5 separate regions of the Mus musculus genome follow, and regions 1, 2, 3 and 4 are each linked to region 5. A link is a contact called in public ChIA-PET and promoter capture Hi-C data. All regions are on one chromosome and are shown on one strand. The core of a region is the stretch at or near the end of the contact, and the rest is flanking DNA. Distances in the headings are between cores, read along the strand shown.

Evidence for each region. Promoter capture Hi-C pulls out the DNA fragments that hold promoters and counts their contacts. ChIA-PET counts read pairs in DNA pulled down with a chosen protein or histone mark. Capture Hi-C pulls out chosen DNA fragments and counts their contacts.
Region 1: a contact with region 5 is called in an RNA polymerase II ChIA-PET map of effector CD8 T cells, with 135 read pairs. The contact joins the promoter of Coq2 here to the promoter of Lin54 in region 5. A contact is called at or near these places in 13 of 39 promoter capture datasets (the 3T3-L1 cell line, 3T3-L1-derived adipocytes, the C10 cell line and 7 more), 5 of 484 Hi-C or Micro-C datasets (bone marrow-derived macrophages, cerebral cortex, embryonic stem cells and 1 more), 12 of 115 datasets of contacts at active chromatin or transcription factors (the 230-238 cell line, the HPC-7 cell line, the SCID.adh cell line and 8 more) and 4 of 9 other capture datasets (adipose tissue, liver, macrophages and 1 more).
Region 2: a contact with region 5 is called in a promoter capture Hi-C map of liver, with 1.7 times the contacts expected there. The contact joins the enhancer-like site here to the promoter of Lin54 in region 5. A contact is called at or near these places in 4 of 39 promoter capture datasets (3T3-L1-derived adipocytes, the HPC-7 cell line and liver), 4 of 115 datasets of contacts at active chromatin or transcription factors (the HPC-7 cell line, the SCID.adh cell line, microglia and 1 more) and 4 of 9 other capture datasets (adipose tissue, embryonic stem cells, liver and 1 more).
Region 3: a contact with region 5 is called in a promoter capture Hi-C map of macrophages, with 5 read pairs. The contact joins the enhancer-like site here to the promoter of Lin54 in region 5. A contact is called at or near these places in 3 of 39 promoter capture datasets (the 3T3-L1 cell line, the C10 cell line and macrophages), 2 of 484 Hi-C or Micro-C datasets (CD8 T cells and bone marrow-derived macrophages), 1 of 115 datasets of contacts at active chromatin or transcription factors (effector CD8 T cells) and 2 of 9 other capture datasets (adipose tissue and liver).
Region 4: a promoter capture Hi-C map of adipose tissue shows a contact between it and region 5. The contact joins the promoter of Hpse here to the promoter of Lin54 in region 5. A contact is called at or near these places in 5 of 39 promoter capture datasets (the C10 cell line, hematopoietic stem and progenitor cells, macrophages and 2 more), 2 of 484 Hi-C or Micro-C datasets (bone marrow-derived macrophages and natural killer cells), 5 of 115 datasets of contacts at active chromatin or transcription factors (the 230-238 cell line, bone marrow-derived macrophages, effector CD8 T cells and 2 more) and 3 of 9 other capture datasets (adipose tissue, liver and pancreatic islet).

Annotation. Positions count from the first base shown.
Region 1 is chr5:100,672,707-100,676,038 of GRCm38.p6, forward strand. Coq2 (coenzyme Q2 4-hydroxybenzoate polyprenyltransferase) reads right to left here and starts at 1,550. Exons shown (of 7, transcript NM_027978.2): 1 at 1,283-1,550. The coding sequence starts at 1,535.
Region 2 is chr5:100,367,713-100,370,956 of GRCm38.p6, forward strand. It overlaps Sec31a (Sec31 homolog A (S. cerevisiae)), which reads right to left. Exons shown (of 28, transcript NM_026969.1): 23 at 1,884-1,922; 24 at 582-640. Among named protein-coding and RNA genes, the nearest start is that of Sec31a, 47 kb to the right of the region's middle. Within about 2 kb of position 1,584, at least 36 of the 459 cell types and tissues checked have an H3K27ac peak or open chromatin away from gene starts, as enhancers often do. A contact at or near this core is called in adipose tissue, liver, microglia and 1 more, where this site is marked.
Region 3 is chr5:100,637,509-100,641,054 of GRCm38.p6, forward strand. No RefSeq gene overlaps it. Among named protein-coding and RNA genes, the nearest start is that of Coq2, 35 kb to the right of the region's middle. Within about 2 kb of position 1,658, at least 28 of the 459 cell types and tissues checked have an H3K27ac peak or open chromatin away from gene starts, as enhancers often do. A contact at or near this core is called in bone marrow-derived macrophages and macrophages, where this site is marked.
Region 4 is chr5:100,718,170-100,721,234 of GRCm38.p6, forward strand. It overlaps Hpse (heparanase), which reads right to left and starts at 1,547. Exons shown (of 12, transcript NM_152803.5): 1 at 1,223-1,547. The coding sequence starts at 1,425.
Region 5 is chr5:100,499,214-100,502,345 of GRCm38.p6, forward strand. Lin54 (lin-54 homolog (C. elegans)) reads right to left here and starts at 1,426. Exons shown (of 13, transcript NM_172714.4): 1 at 1,288-1,426.

The sequences.
Region 1 (3,332 bases), core at 300-2,799, 170 kb after region 5:
AAGGTTAGCCAAAGACACATATGGGACCCTGTCCAAAAACAAACACCAAACCCAAACGGGGCCACGTTGGGGGTCCTGGATAGGTAAAGGCAGAACAAATAAGTTTGGCATTTGGATGTTCTTCCATACGCTGAAACTGTACATACTGACATCTAGATTAGCTGGAATTCAGTTGTATCCCTCTTCCTACATCTTTCCAGGGTTGCAGGTCAGGCTCCTAGTCTTAATGTTTCAGCACTAAGTCTGTTTGTTTGGCTTTTATTTCAGAATATAAAGCCCAGACTGACTTGCAACTTGAATCAGCCCTCCTGCCGTTGGATGTTAGACTATAGATGTGAGCCACCATATTTAGCTACCCTTGGATTTTGAAAATATTTCTCCAAGACCTCTCTACTCTATAATATAGCATTTCCTTTGGAGTACTATTTTTTTCAGTTGTTCGAACTCTGGAGACAGTAAGTTATTTTTCTTTTCCTGTGCATGACCTATACCTCTGATACTTTTCCATACTTTCCTAGGTTATCAACTGTCTTTTCCAGCCAGAAACAAATTCTTTCAAAGCTGGTAGTTTTCCTAGCTCATTCTGTCACTAAGGCCAGGTGACTTCATCTACAACTCCGGGCATCGTTTTACCAACTAGACAGAAACCTTGCGTGCAGACGGAGCTTATATTGTGTCACAGGTGTCAATAGTCCGTGAGCACTTTGATGAAAAAGACTGAGAAAAAGAAGGTCATAGAGAGGCTTGTGTGAGTTTACGTTGGCGGGCAATTCTAAAGCACGATAACCCGGCTGTGTTCAGATGCTCTCAATCTTTGTAACCGGTGATGAGGGGGAAAAAAAGCCCAGTAGTAACACTTTTGGGGTCCTTCTGGTCTGGCTCTGACGAGGAGCCTTGATTTCAATAGTCTTACTTACATGCCCCTTGGGCCTTACATAATTGGAGGCAAAAATCGAAAACTAATGAATGCAGAAATGCTTCAAAACTGCAAATCAACAATCAAAAGCTTCGTGAAAGCAAAGGAGCACCTGCTCACATCTGAATGGGGTAGGAGTGGTCTGGAGTTTGTGGAATGGTCTGGGAATATGTGATTATCAACGTCCGCCTCCGGGACTCCCGGCTCAGAGCGAGGGAAAATCTGCGTGTCCCTGGCTAAGGTCCTGACCGAGTCCCGAGGGGACTGGCCCAATGGGTGCATCGCAGCGGAGTCGCGGTCACTGCGGCCCTGCTCCTCAGGCAGGCAGGCTGTCGAGCGCAGCGCAGCCCAGCCCGCCCCACTCACCTATGGGCTTGTCCAGGCGCATGAGGCGCAGGTAGGGCTGCAGCGGGCGGGGCGCCGAGTTCACCACGGCCGCGGCCGACAGGCTGAGAGCTCGGCCCCGCTGCGTCCCGGGGGCCGGGGCTCGCCGATCCCGCGCGCCCGGAACCCCTGCGCTGCGCACCAGGGCCAATGGGAGCCCGCGCGGACCTCGCAGCCATGCGGACCGAACGGCCCGCAGGCCCCGCGCGAGCCCCGCGCCTCCCCAGCGCAGCATGGCGCCAGGCTGGACGCCGGTCGGTGGCGTCATCCAGGGCGACGGGCCGCGGGCAGGCATGCGCAGTGGTGGCGCGCGCGCTCCTGGAACTGGATTTACAGACCGGGCTGAGCCGTATGGTGCTAGAAATCAAACCTGGGTCCTCTGTAAGGAGAGCAGCAGGTGCTGTTCACCGCTGAGCCATCTCTCCATCTCCAGGCTTCTTAATGAACTCAAAAGGAGAGTGTTTGTTTATTTGTATGGAATAGTTCTACCATAAAAAGAAAAACTTAAGTCCAAAAATGTTAACTACATGGAATGTTCACCTTCTAACACTAAAAGGGAAACAAAAAGCCAAATCAAATTATGTAAATTTTTATATATGTATATTCATATATACATATACTCATATATATACATATATATGAATTTAAGTATATCTATCTATATCTATATACTTAAGGGAAATTCTTTACTCGAGGTGAACCTAAGTTTGACAGCTAAAAAGGATGCAGTTTCACTCAAGAACAACTTCATAACCAGGTGGTGGTGGCGCACTCCTTTAATCCCAGCACTCGGGAGGCAGAGGCAGTCAGATCTTTACGTTTTCGGCCAGCTTACTAAAGAGTGAGTTCCAGGACAGCCAGAGCTACACAGAGAAACCCTGTCTTGAAAAATAAAACAAAGAAAAACAAAACAATAACCAACTTTATGCGACCCTTGTTAATATAGTTGGCCGTTGCATGTTTGCAGGTACCTGGTATGTGTTATTCCACGGTAACCCCTCACTGACTGGCTCTGGACAAGTCGCTTATCTGGATTTTAGTGTTTTGAGATGGTGGTGTATCCTTTTCGGTGCCCTTCCTTAAAGCCTATGAAGTGAGTTCTGTGATCCTGGCCTGGCGCTTGAGGAAGGTGCAGCAGGGGGCGCGCTGGCCTTTGCAGTCTGGGAAGCGCTGCTGGTCCTTTGATCTTTTAGCTCCATCTGCTGCTTGCCAGTTGAGCTCCTCTACAGGTTTGCGGCCTTTGAGGCTCCTTTCTTTTCCCAAAAGTTGCCTCCACGCTGTTTATTTTCAAGCACCCTTTCAGGTAGCATAGGTGCCGCCATGCCAAACACGAGGCTCTTTCACACTTGCACACTATTTCCATTTGCCTGGAGTTCCCAACACAATATTTAAAATGCAAAAATCATTGCGAATGCTTTCTATTTTAGAGGGAAAGGATGATAAAGCTGTTTTTTAAAATTGCTTTTTTTTTATTTGAAAAAAATGTATTTTAAAGTCCACTAACTTTTTCACTCTCAAACCCATTTCAACTTGTCCTGCAGTGGTAGTAGGACATTATAAAAGTAAAGACTAGACTGAGTCCAAAGAATAGTTATTAGCATGAAGCAGGAGCGACCATGGCTCTCTGCCCTGTTCTGTTAACTCCATAGAGGGTCAATAGCAACCTTTTGCTTTTGTGACATGATGTCTGTGGCCTTCCGTGGGAGACACACACACACACACACACACACACACACACACTAAATAACTAAATACATGGAATAAATGTTTGAGGTTTTGGGTTTTTTTGGTTTTTTGTTTGTTTGTTTGTTTTGTTTTATTTATTTATTTATTTATTTATTTATTTTTATTAGGTATTTTCCTCGTTTACATTTTCAATGCTATCCCAAAAGTCCCCCATACCCACCCCCCCAATCCCCTACCCACCCACTCCCCCTTTTTGGCCCTGGCGTTCCCCTGTACTGGGGCATATAAAGTTTGCAAGTCCAATGGGCCTCTCTTTCCAGTGATGGCCAACTAGGCCATCTTTTGA
Region 2 (3,244 bases), core at 334-2,833, 130 kb before region 5:
GATGGGAAAAGTTGACTTCAGGACATAGTTCTGCTTTGTTACACGTACACCCAACGCCAGGTCAGCCTTTCTCTCTTGTACTTGAACAGAACATGAGTGTGACTGGATAGAATCGTCCAAGTCTGGTGGTCAGGAAGGGGAGGAGAAACTGACTGCACTGTGCAGAGTGGGGTATATGTGCAGCTCAGTGCAGGACTAGGCCCTCGGTTGCTATGAGCGTTGTTCAGAGAGGAAGTTTGTACATGGAACATGCACAAAGTGTCACAGGCTGCCAAGCACACTGTTAGAAGATGACAGCACAGGCCAAGCCAAGGAAGGCCAGGGTTCCTAAGCCATCGTCCCCTTGCTGGCCTGCCTCGTCCTCCCAAGCATGGGGACTACAGTTGTGTCAGTCACAGCGCAGAGTAAGGCTTTGACGACACTCTAGCTTCCCTCCTTTTACCATGGATTAGAAGAAAACTTGGTATGATGCATTTTATATACAGTAACCGGCAAGCTTTGCCCTTAAAGCCATGGGTTAAGTGTGTTGTGCTCCAGGTGGTACAGATAAAGACACGCACAGGTAGAGAACTTCTCATTACCTTCTTCTTCTTCGGCACTCTGTTCAGAGCTGGAGGATCATTCCAACCATTCTGAGGACCTAAAATAGAAGACATTTTCTTTCAGAACCCTAAACGCTCTCCTTAACAGGTTCCACCAATCAACCGGGGTCACACAGGGCTTGCCTTAGACAACATATCCTGATAGTACTGCTATGTAAAGGGACTGTCCTAAGCTTCAGGCCTAAGTCCTTATGTCTAAAGTGACCCCCAGCCTTCAAAGTCAGTTCTCTCTTCTCTCCTGATAAAGGGAAAATAGGTTGGCTGAGTGTGCTTCTGCACAGCTCTGTCATACTCGATGTCCAAAAAAGAAAGGAGAGAGCCCTCTATTGCCAAGGGAGCAACTCAACACGCACACCAGCACAGATGCGGAACATGGGTCTATTGTTTACAAAAACGTTTCCAGGCCAAGGAGCAACTCAATGATGGAATGTTTGCCCAGAATGGGAGGCCTGGGTTCCATGCCCAGTAACACAGGGCAAACAAGAAAACAGCAGCAGACCCAACTGCAGAAGAGTAAGTAGCTCTCAGCATTCCCTGCCTTGTCAAACTTGGTCAAGTACAGCAAGCTTCCTCAGAACTGAGACCCCAATATGCTGGCATCGCAGAGGTAGAAACGGCCATCAGTAGAGCTCACTGTTTTAGTACCAGCACATTACAAAACATGCTGAAACCAGACAGCTTCCAAATCACAAGGTGATTACCTTACCCCTCTCCGTGGAAGCAGACAGTTGCTAAAGCACAGGTGTTTGCGTGACCATATGAAGACAGGAAGTGAGTTGGTTTTGGAGTCACCTTCCCCTCGTCCCTCCCCCTTGCTTGCTGAGCTGATATGAATATTATATCACAACAAAACTGCTTGGCAAGCCACTCTTTCCCTAAATACTATTGACTTAGTTGCTTTGTTGTTAAACAGAACTTCCTACAAGTTCACAAGACAGGCCGGATAGGGCTCTGAACAGTCAGGAGTTGGTCCAAGCTATTGCGTCACGTCTGCTTAACAAACTCTTGACTGTCCCAGCACACAGAGGAATCACTGAAACTTCGCCCACCACCTCATGCTTGTAGCTGCACACTCCAGTCCTGTCTTATGCTTACTAAGACAGGCAGCGTCCATGATTAAAACTGGGAGTCATTATATGCATTTAATCACTTCTAAAATTTAATTCAATTAAGAAGCCAAATAAAAATGATACCGATCACATGCATTATTGTTAATGCCCATTCATTAGCTGTATTTAATGATTAAATTATTTACTAAAGTATGTTTTACAACCAATTCACCTTCCAATATAGATGCCTGGTCTTGGAAAGATTGATTTTCTGTTGATAAAATGTAAAAGTCACTTAGATAGTATTATGGAAGACATTCTAAAATTATCACTTTAATACTTTTTCTTCCCTGCTTAACAGGACCCAGAAAAAGCAAACTAACCTCAAAGGAACAAAACTTTACAATTTGTTAAAACTTACTTATTGGCAGAGTCTCTAACTAGATAGCCTGGTCTGCTCTCAATGTAGCCCTCAGTGTTTCCCTGGTTCTTATCCTGACGGTTTCTCTCCCTGGCAATGGAGCTCAGCACACCCTAAGCACACAGCACTTCCCCATCTACCTACTCATGCCACATGCCTGCAAGTGTGCCCTGCCAGCATCACTCAAAGCCGTGGACCCATGCCAACTGAGAACCTGTTCAAGCAGAACAATCAGTGAGGCTACGGTAGGACCTAATGTTCTCTGTCCAGCAGGGTCTTAGGTGACACAGCGCTGCTGTCAAGCCTCCAGCAGTGGGGAAGAGTACACACTGAGCACATCCCGTCCACTGTGGCCCAGCACGGCGCAGAAGCGGGCACACTCATCTGCACACACAGCCTTCAGAACCCATGCAGCTCCAGTGGGAGGGCAGGAGCCAAGACAACTGCTCTGAGCTATGCACCCTCTGCCCCACCCTGCTCACAGGACCGGGGAGGGACGAAGACCACTTCTCCAGCTCCTAAGCAGGAGCCTGCAAGTGATCTGCTCTCACTAAGCTGCAGCACAAGGAAGTCTGAATAGCAATTTTCACATGATCCCTTAGTGATGGCACGGAGGTCATAACAAAGTCAGACTCAAAGTTAGCAGTGAAATCAGAATCAAATGAGCACTGTGACTCTGGGGAGAGAGTGGGCCAGCTGGCTAGCTCTACGGCCATCATATTTTTGAAAGTTTTTCTCTTAGAAACACAAAGTAAACCAAGAACTGGAAAAAAGAAAAAAAAAAAAAAGAGTCAAACAGCACCCACTCATCCTAGACAGTGACCCAGGGACCACTTTCTGCCACAAGGGACCTGCACCACTGCCACTCCACTCCAGGACTGGGGGCAGCATGTGTCACAATCTCTCCCGTGAGGAAGCCTTCAGAGTACTCTCCTGAAAGTGACACTTAGGTCACCCCACTCAGCAGTCCAGGATCTCTACGAGACTCTTATTTTCTTATTGTATGAACTATATACTCCTTATTCTACTACACGAGGCTATTCAAAATTTGACACATATACAAAATTTTATTTCTAGAAGTTACTCATTATTCCTTAGAGATACACTGTCCTTTTCAGCCTCTCTACTTCTTCCGTAATTCTAATTACAGAGTAGGTCTTGTTAAGAACTGA
Region 3 (3,546 bases), core at 408-2,907, 140 kb after region 5:
AACTCTATTCTATATTATACTGTCATGTGGTTGGTCCCTCATGGGGAAGGGATGCCTCAGCATGGGCCCACTGAGACACCTCTTTCCACCATACCTCACCACACACCCACAGAACTTATTCTCTCTCTTTATCTTTTTATAAACACATCACCCACACTCTCAGAAACAAAGGGACAGGGCGGGACTCCTGCCTCTCTCTCAGGTTCCCAGTTGCCTCTGACTTGTGTCCGGATTCCTCAAGAGTACATGTGTCTGAAAGGGTCACACAAACTCAATCTCACGTTAACAAGGCAATAGAAGCTCTCCTTTGGGAAGCTGCTTTTTGTTCTGCTCCAGCAGGAACACCTGGTCAGAAACAGGCGTGGAGAAAAGGGATTTAATCTTCCTTCAGCCCAGTCACTGTCCCTTTTTTACTGGTGTCTGCTGATGGAAGAGACAACCCTGTGGCTCCTGAGTTCCTTCCATGTGTTCAGTAGGCTGTGTGTTCTTTTCTTAGGGCTCTAATGCTAGTATCTTTTCTAGTCAAGTCTAGTGTGGTAGTGCTTGTATTTTACATGGTGCCTTCTGTGAGAGATTGGAGAAAGTACGTTAGGCTTTACCACACAAGTGATTTGAGTTGTTTCAGGCTATGACAAGGGAGAGAGAATAGAATCATTAATAAACACCATTGATAACCAACCGTTGGGGCTGGAGAGATGGCTCAGCGGTTAAGAGCACTGACTGCTTTTCCAGAGGTTCAGATCCCAGCATCCACATGGTAGCTCACAATCATCTGTAATGAGATCTCATGCTCTCTTCTGGGGTGTCTGAAGACAGCGACAGTGTACTTACATTAAATAAATAAATAAATAAATCTTTAAAAAGAAATGACCAACCATTAATCAACCCAAGCCAGGGCTCTGTAATTATGGGACATGGAAAAGCAAGAATGCGTTTGAGATTCAAGCATGTTTTCCTGGAGCGGTCATGTCTGCCACTTATTAATGTTATCTGGGCAGAATGTTAATGTTTTACACGAACAATCCCATCTAATCCTTAAAACTTCATAATATGCACTGTTATCTCCATTTTATTGTGGGGACACTGATGCTCATAAGGTCCAGTTATCGTTCAAGGTCCACATGGCTGGCGGGCCAGACGAGGCCTGCAGTCACATCTGTCTGTCACCACATCTGTCCGTCACCGGCAGACTCTTTATTTATCAGTGCTATACAGAGCCAGGAAAGCCACCGACTTCTCAGAATAATGTTTGCTGTTGGGCTTTTGGGGTTTTTGGTTTGTTTATGTGAGATTCTACTGGGGTGGGGGATGGGGTTATGAAAGTTCATGCCCTGCCGTTGAGGTAGGTCCTCAGCAGCAAACTGGGGTTTTAAATGCTCTGAAAACGAAGTAAAACAAAACAGATAGAAGAAGAAGAAGAAGAAGAAGAAGAAGAAGAAGAAGAAGAAGAAGAAGAAGAAGAAGAGGAAGAGGAAGAGGAAGAGGAAGAGGAAGAGGAAGAGGAAGAAGAAGAACAACAACAACAGCAGCAGCAGCAACAACAACAACAGCAACAACAAGAAAGGACAAGAAAGAAGGAACAGAAAGAGCAACTAATTTTATTGAAACAGGGAAGGAAGCAGGCCCTTCTGAAGGTCGCTTCCCATGGCTTGTTATCCTACCACACATAAGCCTTTCTTTGCCTGGTTTGATTTGCAAACAAAAGTGAAACTTAGCTTGGACAGTTCCTTACAATCCCTGTTTTGAGGTAAAACAAGACTTAAATCCAGCCTGCTACAAGCTCCCAACTGACTCAAGGAATTCCTGGCAAAGTGGAGCAGACCAGGGTTATATAACTGGTCTTAGTCAAGTATCTCCTTTGCTTCCCATGAAGATTCATCCTGTAAGAGCCTTCTTCCTCTTGTGTCCTCTCAGGCAGCCCCCCCCCCCCAACCCTCAAACCACCACCTTTGGTCTCCCTGATACACAAACCACTATTTGCTTGACATTATATTATGTCTCCTGGACCTTTCTTAACAGTCAAAAATGCAGCCTCCTGGATAACTTGGTTATGAGAAAGGCACCCAAAGTGAAGGAAGGGAGCTGGAGAGGCTCAACAGTTAAGAGCAGCAGCTAGTCTTCCAGAGGATCCAGGTTCGATTCCCAGCACCCACAAGATGGCTTACACCCATCCATAACTCCAGTCCCAGGGGATCCAACACCATCTTCTGGTCTCCCTGGTGCACTGACATGCGTGTACACAAAACACTTGCACACACAATAGTAAAGTAAAGCTTGAATAAAAATGGCGAAGGACATACATGTTCATCTTGGAGGCCAACCAAGCTCTCAAGGATGGTATGTAGCTGGGATGTGTGCTCATCCTGGATCTGGTGGGGATGAGAGAGCCAGACCCAAGTGCACTACAGTAAGGACTGGTTTCTGATATAACCCGGACAGCAGGCTGCCTGCCTGCATATCTAGTAGCTACTGAAAAAGAGTAAATTTATAGAACCTGACAACTGGTACTTAATCAAATATCAAACAGCTCATTAGGAAAGAACAAGAACCGTGTAAATAGAGGCAGGGATTATACACACCCTCCCAGGGTATCTGAGAGGAGGGCCTGACCATTCACAAACATGCTTTAAAAATGGTGGCTGGAAGGAGAAGGAACAGGTTGGAACAGACTTCCAAGAGAATGGGGTGAATCCTTCGGGGACTCCAAAGGAGAAATTGTCACTAGCTCCTCAAGGCCAGGCTGCAGATGCGTGTCTGACGCTCGGACATTCTGACTCGGGCTCTGAGAGAGAACAGAAAGAACTAGGAAGAAGTGGCTCCAAGCCATCTAGTTAGAATTCTTTTTTTTTTTTTTTCATTGTATTTTTGAGATAGGGTTTTTCTGTGTAGCTCTGGCTGTTCTGGAACTTAGTTAGAACTCTCTTAAGTTCAAGAGAACTTCCTTGAAGTCACATGCTTAATTTTAAAAAATATATAATGTTCTTTTTGCCTTACTGTGGGATCAGTATAGAAATCTTTTTACATGAAGCTGCCATGTGAAGTTGTCCCTGTGAGATCTGAGCTGTGCTGCACCCCACTTAACTGCTCTGCACCCCACCACCATACTGGGGTTTAGGCTTCTAATTCAGCACGTGTGGGGGAACATAAATGTTCAGTCCATAACCCCAGACAAACACACGCGCACATACCGTCCTACTGATAGTAAAGGTTACCAACTCCAGATCCGGGTGCCCACTAATTCACTAGTAAATGAAGACCTCACATCCATATGTATCCTAGTGCCCTGCGTGTGACACCTCCTTACAGAGCTTATGATAGCTTTATGATATGTTCACAAATGCTTTGCACTCTTCCCTCCAAAGGGAGGGACTTATTTTACCGTCCTGTAAATGTGACTTAGCCACTTGCTGTGTCTGACAAGTTCTAGGCAGGACAGTGGGTAAACCTTGCCTCTTTCCTCTCATCCCCTTGATTGCATACTCCATGGAAATTGATGTACACTCTCTGCAGGACAATCCAGGAGCCTAGAAGCCACTGGGGATGAAT
Region 4 (3,065 bases), core at 297-2,796, 220 kb after region 5:
GGACTACCAGACCCTTAGCCATGGGGATGAATCTGTGTGAGATCTGCAGTGATGCCAGATAGTGTGGGCTTGGACATGCGATCGAAGTCTAGGCCTTTGACAATGGTGACAGAATGGGCTGGTGAAGATGTAGTCAGCTGAGTGTGGTGGCCCTCAAGAGGCAGGGAGATCAAAAGTTCAAGGTCAGCCTTCAATAGTGGTTACACAATGTCAAAAACAACAAAGGACGTGGTCATCTCTGGAGGCTCCCAAGTTTAGAAGGCCTATGACTGTGCCTGAGCCTTTCATCTTGGGGACAGTCTGCACTCACGGAACAGGGGCCAGAGATGTGGTTCCTGCAGTTGATGAGGCAGCCTCCGCTCTGCACCCTCATCTTGGAGAATCGTGCCTCTATGGTGTTTTTATTAGCATATATTAATTATACATAATAATGGGGTTTCGTCACGACATCTTCAAATGTGTATAAAGTGTATTTTTGGTCATATTCTCTCCTGTCTGTCCCACTGACCTCTATCATTTTCCCAGTCAGTCAGTCAGTCAGTCTCCGGCTCCTTTCTCCATCTCTCTCTCTCCTCCCTCCACTCCTATTCAGTCCAGTCTACCCTCAAACTTGCTACGTTGCTAAAGATCGCCGTTAACTCCTGATCCTCCTACACCTACTTCCCAAGTGCCAGTCTGCAAGTGTGTGCCCATGCCAGGGATTACACAGCTCTGGGGATGGATGCAGGTCTTCTTGCATGCGAGGTACACAGTCCATTAACTGTATCACACCCAGCCCAGTAATGTTTAAATGCTTAAAAGGCAGCAAGATGAATAATGGTTCTTCTCCATAGAGGCTTTTCCTATCTTTTCTTTCTTCCTCTTTTAAATCAAAACTTCCTAACAGAGTTTAAGGGACACCAGCTTACTGGTCTTACACTGAAGCAAAATTCAAAGGCTCCAGACAAAGTGCTAAGGTTTATGACAGCTTCGTTTGTTTTGTTTTTGTTTTCCTCCAAATTTCCACTTCATACCTGGACCTGGCTGGTGCCCAGGCAACAAGCGCTGAGTAAATGAATCAGGAAAAGTCTTTTGAGGGGTGAGTGCACACAGGAGGGAGGCTCCAGAGAGCAAACACAAAGTTGTTTGAGCGAAGAGAGTGGCTGGCCCTCGCGAGTGTGATTGGACAGGCGAGGGGGAGCCGAGGACAGACGAAGGGACAGAACCTAGGGGCTGCACTTACCCCAGGAAGGTGAGGAAGCGCGGGTCGGTGGCCAGGCTGGCGTCGATGGTGATGGACAGGAACGAGGGACTCACGCTTCGGAGCGGCCGCTTGGTGTAAAACTCCAAGTCTACCACGTCGTCGGTCGGCGCGGTCCCCGCGGGGGCGCCCTGGGCCAGGGCACCGAGCGGCCCCCAGAGCCACAGCAGCAGCAGCCTCAGCATCCCACCTGGCTGGACCGCCCGCTGCCGGGAGAGCTGGGGCAGCCGGCGCGCTGGCTCAAGCCCCCTGCAACCGGTCCTGCTTCGCCTCTGGCGCCAGGACTCAGTACCCTCCCACAGCGCTCCATCCCTCCCACCCCTCCCGGGAGTCCCTCCCTAGCGCCCTCCCCTCCCCGCCCTCCCCTCCTCGCTCTCTTTCATTTCCGTGCTGGCTTTCCCCTCCGCCGCGGTCACGTCCACTTTTGAAATCATCCACACCCATCCAAAGGGTGCGGAGGTGGCCAGAATCCAAGATCCTCGGAGGCCTGGGGAGGGAGCGCCCGGGAGCCGCGCAGGGGTGGGACCAGCTTCCTGGTGTCCTGCGCACTCTGTCACCTTTTCTAGGTCCCATCCATTTGGCGCCAGGACTAGACCCTGAGTTAAAAGCCCCGGTTGAGGGTTCAGCCAGACCCTACCCCGACTCCCTTCTGCCTTAAGACACTGGTCACTTGAGCCTGCCCAAATCTGACCGAGCTAGGATGTCCTCTGCCCAGGATCTCAGGTATCTCTTTGTCGCTTGAAAAACCTGATCCGAGCATTGGCTAAAATGCAACTAGAAATCGGTCCTTGCACGGGGGTGGTGGTGATGGTGGTGGGGACCCTGTTTTTAAAGCAGTATTATGAAAACAGTATTTGGGAGAGCCTGCCTAAGAGTTGCTCTGAGGCTTGGCCAACCGCTAAAACCCAGCAAGAAGCCCCCAAGCAACTACCCTTGGAATCCTGAGCAACCCCTCCCCCAAACCCATCTTTTGCGGTTGCTGCAACTTTTGTTTTCCCTTGACATTTTACACTGGTATATAATGATAGCAAACAAGTGCTGAAGCTTGTGTGTGTGTGTGTGTGTGTGTGTGTGTGTGTGTTACCATGAAAGAAGCTTGAACCATGCTACACACACACACACACACACACACACACACACTCACACACACCAATCTGCCCAAGCATCAGCGCTAGCTGAACTCAGGTGTACAAGGCCAAGCAGATGGCAGCCTGTCTCTGCTGCTTTGCAGTCCCCTTGAGGAAGCTTTCCTGAGCTTCCAGGCAGCTGAGGCTCCCCAGTGTGAGGTCTCACCACACATTTCACATAGCACACACAGCAAGCATCCTCCCAGTATCCTCCATGTTAGAACTGTCTACACTTGTGATGTTGCTCATTGCTTGCTCACCTTATCTCTGGGCTTAAAAAGTCCTCCGAAGCAGAGATGGGGCCTGTGGGATACCCATGGCAGAGATGGGGCCTGTGGGATACCCATGGCATGCTCATACGTGGTACTGTGCTTGGTCTTTAGTAGGTAATCCATTCATATTTACTGAGTAAGCCAATGACACTTACATTTTTCCGTTTAGATTGCACCAACAGCAAAGCAATAAATAATAACGAATTTTTAATGAAATGTATATCTAATCTGCACCCATCTGTCTGTCTGGGTGATTTAAAAATTACCTGCCTAGTTAATGCTTTGACCTGCATTGAGTTGATATGCTATAGCCATAGGATGTAAAAAGAAAATTGTCATGGTAACAGACAACTGTCCAGGGTGTATAATCTTATGGAAGGGGGACTCAGATGATGGGGCCTTTTCCCATCTGTGTTGTGACATGAT
Region 5 (3,132 bases), core at 176-2,675:
TGAACAACATTATGTCAATTTGTCGTTGGTTTAAGATACTCAGGTACTACTAAATTTAAATTACTGATTCAACTCTATTATCATTCATAACCATCAACTTCTAACATATAGAAAATCCAGCTCTTCGCTAGAACCCTTTGCCAACTGACTTTAGGATCTAAGTTTCCAAATTAAAAACCATCTGCTGCTGATAACACTTGTTCAATGCAGAGGGGGGAAAAAAACAGCTTGCTTTAGAACAAGATTCCGGAACAACCTATCCATCTCCCACCCCCTTCCAGTTCCTCTCATGGTGTAGTCTAATAAGCACCCAAGAGGGAATAGAAGTAATTAATCATGTAAGGAATTAAGAACATATAAGCTGCAAGGCTTAATAGGACCAGCATCCTCCAAAAGTTAGCTGTTTGACTTCAGAAAGCCTTACTAATTGCCAGTTCAAAAGCTTTATTCTTTATCATTCAGTCATACTATAAGCTCTTAAAGACCTAACAGAAACCAGCAAGCTGAATCTCAGGGTTGTGGACAAGGCTAATCTACTGTCTTAAGTTTCCCTAAGAATAAGGAAGAAGCAGAAGCCATTTCATTTCCCTACCTTGTTTGAATGACACCTCCATATAAAAGTCAGCAGGCTCAGGCTTAGTCAAGGGCTGTCTCCCACCCACTCCCGGCGCGTTTCTACCGAGAGCCCGCTAGAGGCTGAGCGTGGAAGGGGTTCCCAGTTTCTCCATCTTTCAACTTTATTCCCCACCAACAGCCGGGTCCACCGGCACTCGGATGGTTGTTTACCGTTGCTTGACCAGGCTGAGTCCCAGCCCGCTCCCTTCCCCCGTGCACCGCGGGGACACTATGACATTTGGCTGGTGGGCTTCGCGAGGGAAACGGACACACACCCAGAAGAGTCCATACAAAGGGGCGTAGGAAGAACGCGGCGCCGGGCAGCAGCGAAAGGAGGCGCTGGTACGAAATGACACAGCAGCAAAACAGGTTCCCAGAAGCCCGGGGCCGGCAGCCGCTTCCCGGGCCGCGCCGAGAGCCTGTCAACAGCCGCCCAGCCCTTCCTCCCGAGCGCGGGGCGGGCGGCGCCGGCCCGCCGACTGACAGCCGCGCTCTCCGGCGCCCGCCGCTCGCGCCGCGCCCCGACAACCCTCGGTCCGCCGCGGCCCACCGGCCCACCGCCCGGCTGCCCGGAGCCGCCGCCGCGCTCTCCGCCCGCGCGCCGCTCGCCCCGAGCGCGGGCCCGGCGCCGGTCCCCGCCGCTCAGCCCGGGTCTCCGGAGCTGACACTCACCCGAGCCGGCGGCGCCGCCTCCTTCTCGCGCCGCGCTCCCCGGGCTCCCAGCAGCCGCGGCGGCGGCGCCTCCGAAACACAGACCCGGGTTTGTTCAAAATCACGCCCAGCGCCATTCCACCGCCGCATCCCATAATACGCCGGGCCGCCCCGCCCCGCCCGCGCGCCGCCCCGCCCCCGCCGGCGGCCCGAGCCCCGCCCCTTCCGCGCCCCTGCTCCGCCCCCTGGCAACCCGAGTCGCGTCTTTGCGCAGGGCTGGGGGAGCGCTCTGGGGTTCCACGTGACTGCTCCTGGGGCCTCCGTCAAAGGGAAGGCGGGGAACTCCAAGTGGGTTCGTGCTTCTGGCTTTGTGACTAAACCTCGGTCAGTGCGGTTTCCAGCGCGCCCCCGCTTGGTGATGCGCCTGAGTGAAGAGAGAGTCCGCATCCTTTCTCAAATGTTAATAAATCTGTTGGGGTTTAGACGTGAACGTTGCAAGGGGCTCCTAAAAGCTCCTGAGAGAGCACGCAGAGTTACCTTGAAAGGGAGTTTTTGATAATTTGTCTTGCAACACACCTTATACTGATACATATGGATTCTTTGCATTCAGTCATCTCATTTCCTGGGATATTTATAAATCCAAGAAATAAAAAATATATATTAAATTTTAAAAAGGCCTTACAACGTGAAACTACCTGGGGAACCACACGAAGGAGGCGGGAGATAAGTTAAAGGTATCGCTTTCCAACCAAGTATTCCTGGGGGTACTGTGGGGGCATCACTAGAAGAAAAAAGGCAGAGAGACTGAGGCCCCAAATTTAGATAACCCCCACCTCCACACCTCACCTTGGTAGAAAAATTCTGAGTTCCTTCCACCAAGCTGACACAGTTCTGATACCACTACTACAAAACAGGACCTAAGGAATAAGGGCAACATTTCCGGGTTTACTGTGGATTTTTTACAACGACTAAAATGACTAGTACAATCTTATCAGTGTCAGCAATCTGGTCAAAACAACTCACACCATGACATAGCGTTTAATGTATGTGGAGAATGACAGTTTTACATTAGTGAATATAAGAACTGTGGTATCCAGTGATGCATTATATAACACTCAACAACTGTGCTGAATATTATAATTCTTAGAAGGAACTGGACAGATGTCTCCGTGCTTAGGACCATGGTTAGGACCCGGTACCGTTCCTATAAAGGACCTAAGTTCAGCTCCCAGCACCCACACCAGGTGACTTACAAGGCCTGTAACTCCAGTTTCAGGGAATCCAACATCCTCTTCACGACTCTGAGGGCACAAACAAATACACAGATATGCATGAAAATAAAATCTTAAAAATAAATACAATTCATATAAAATCAAGAATAAAATAAAGCTTTTAGCTGGGCAGGGTGGCCCACCTCCATATTCTAGCTTTTTAAAGGCTGAAGCAAGAAGAAGATTGGGAGTTTGAGCCCAGCACTCAGCCTGCATCTTTCAGTAAGACACATACACACACACACACTGTTTCCTTCTTTTCCTTGAATCAAGATTCCAGGACGACCAGGGCTACACAAAGAAACTTGTCTCAGAAAAAATAATAAAATAAAATAAAAAAACAAACAAACAAAAAAGCAGCAACAGAAGCCAGGCAGTGGTGGTGCACGCCTTTAATCCCAGCACTTGGGAGGCAGAGGCAGGCAGATTTCTGAGTTCGAGGTTAACCTGGTCTACAAAGTGAGTTCCAAGACAGCCAGGGCTATACAGGGAAACCCTGTCAAAAACAAAAAACAAAAAAACCAACTCATGTCAATAGCTGTGCACACAAAGGATTGATCCCTTGTCCAATCAAACTGCTCGTCTTATATAAATA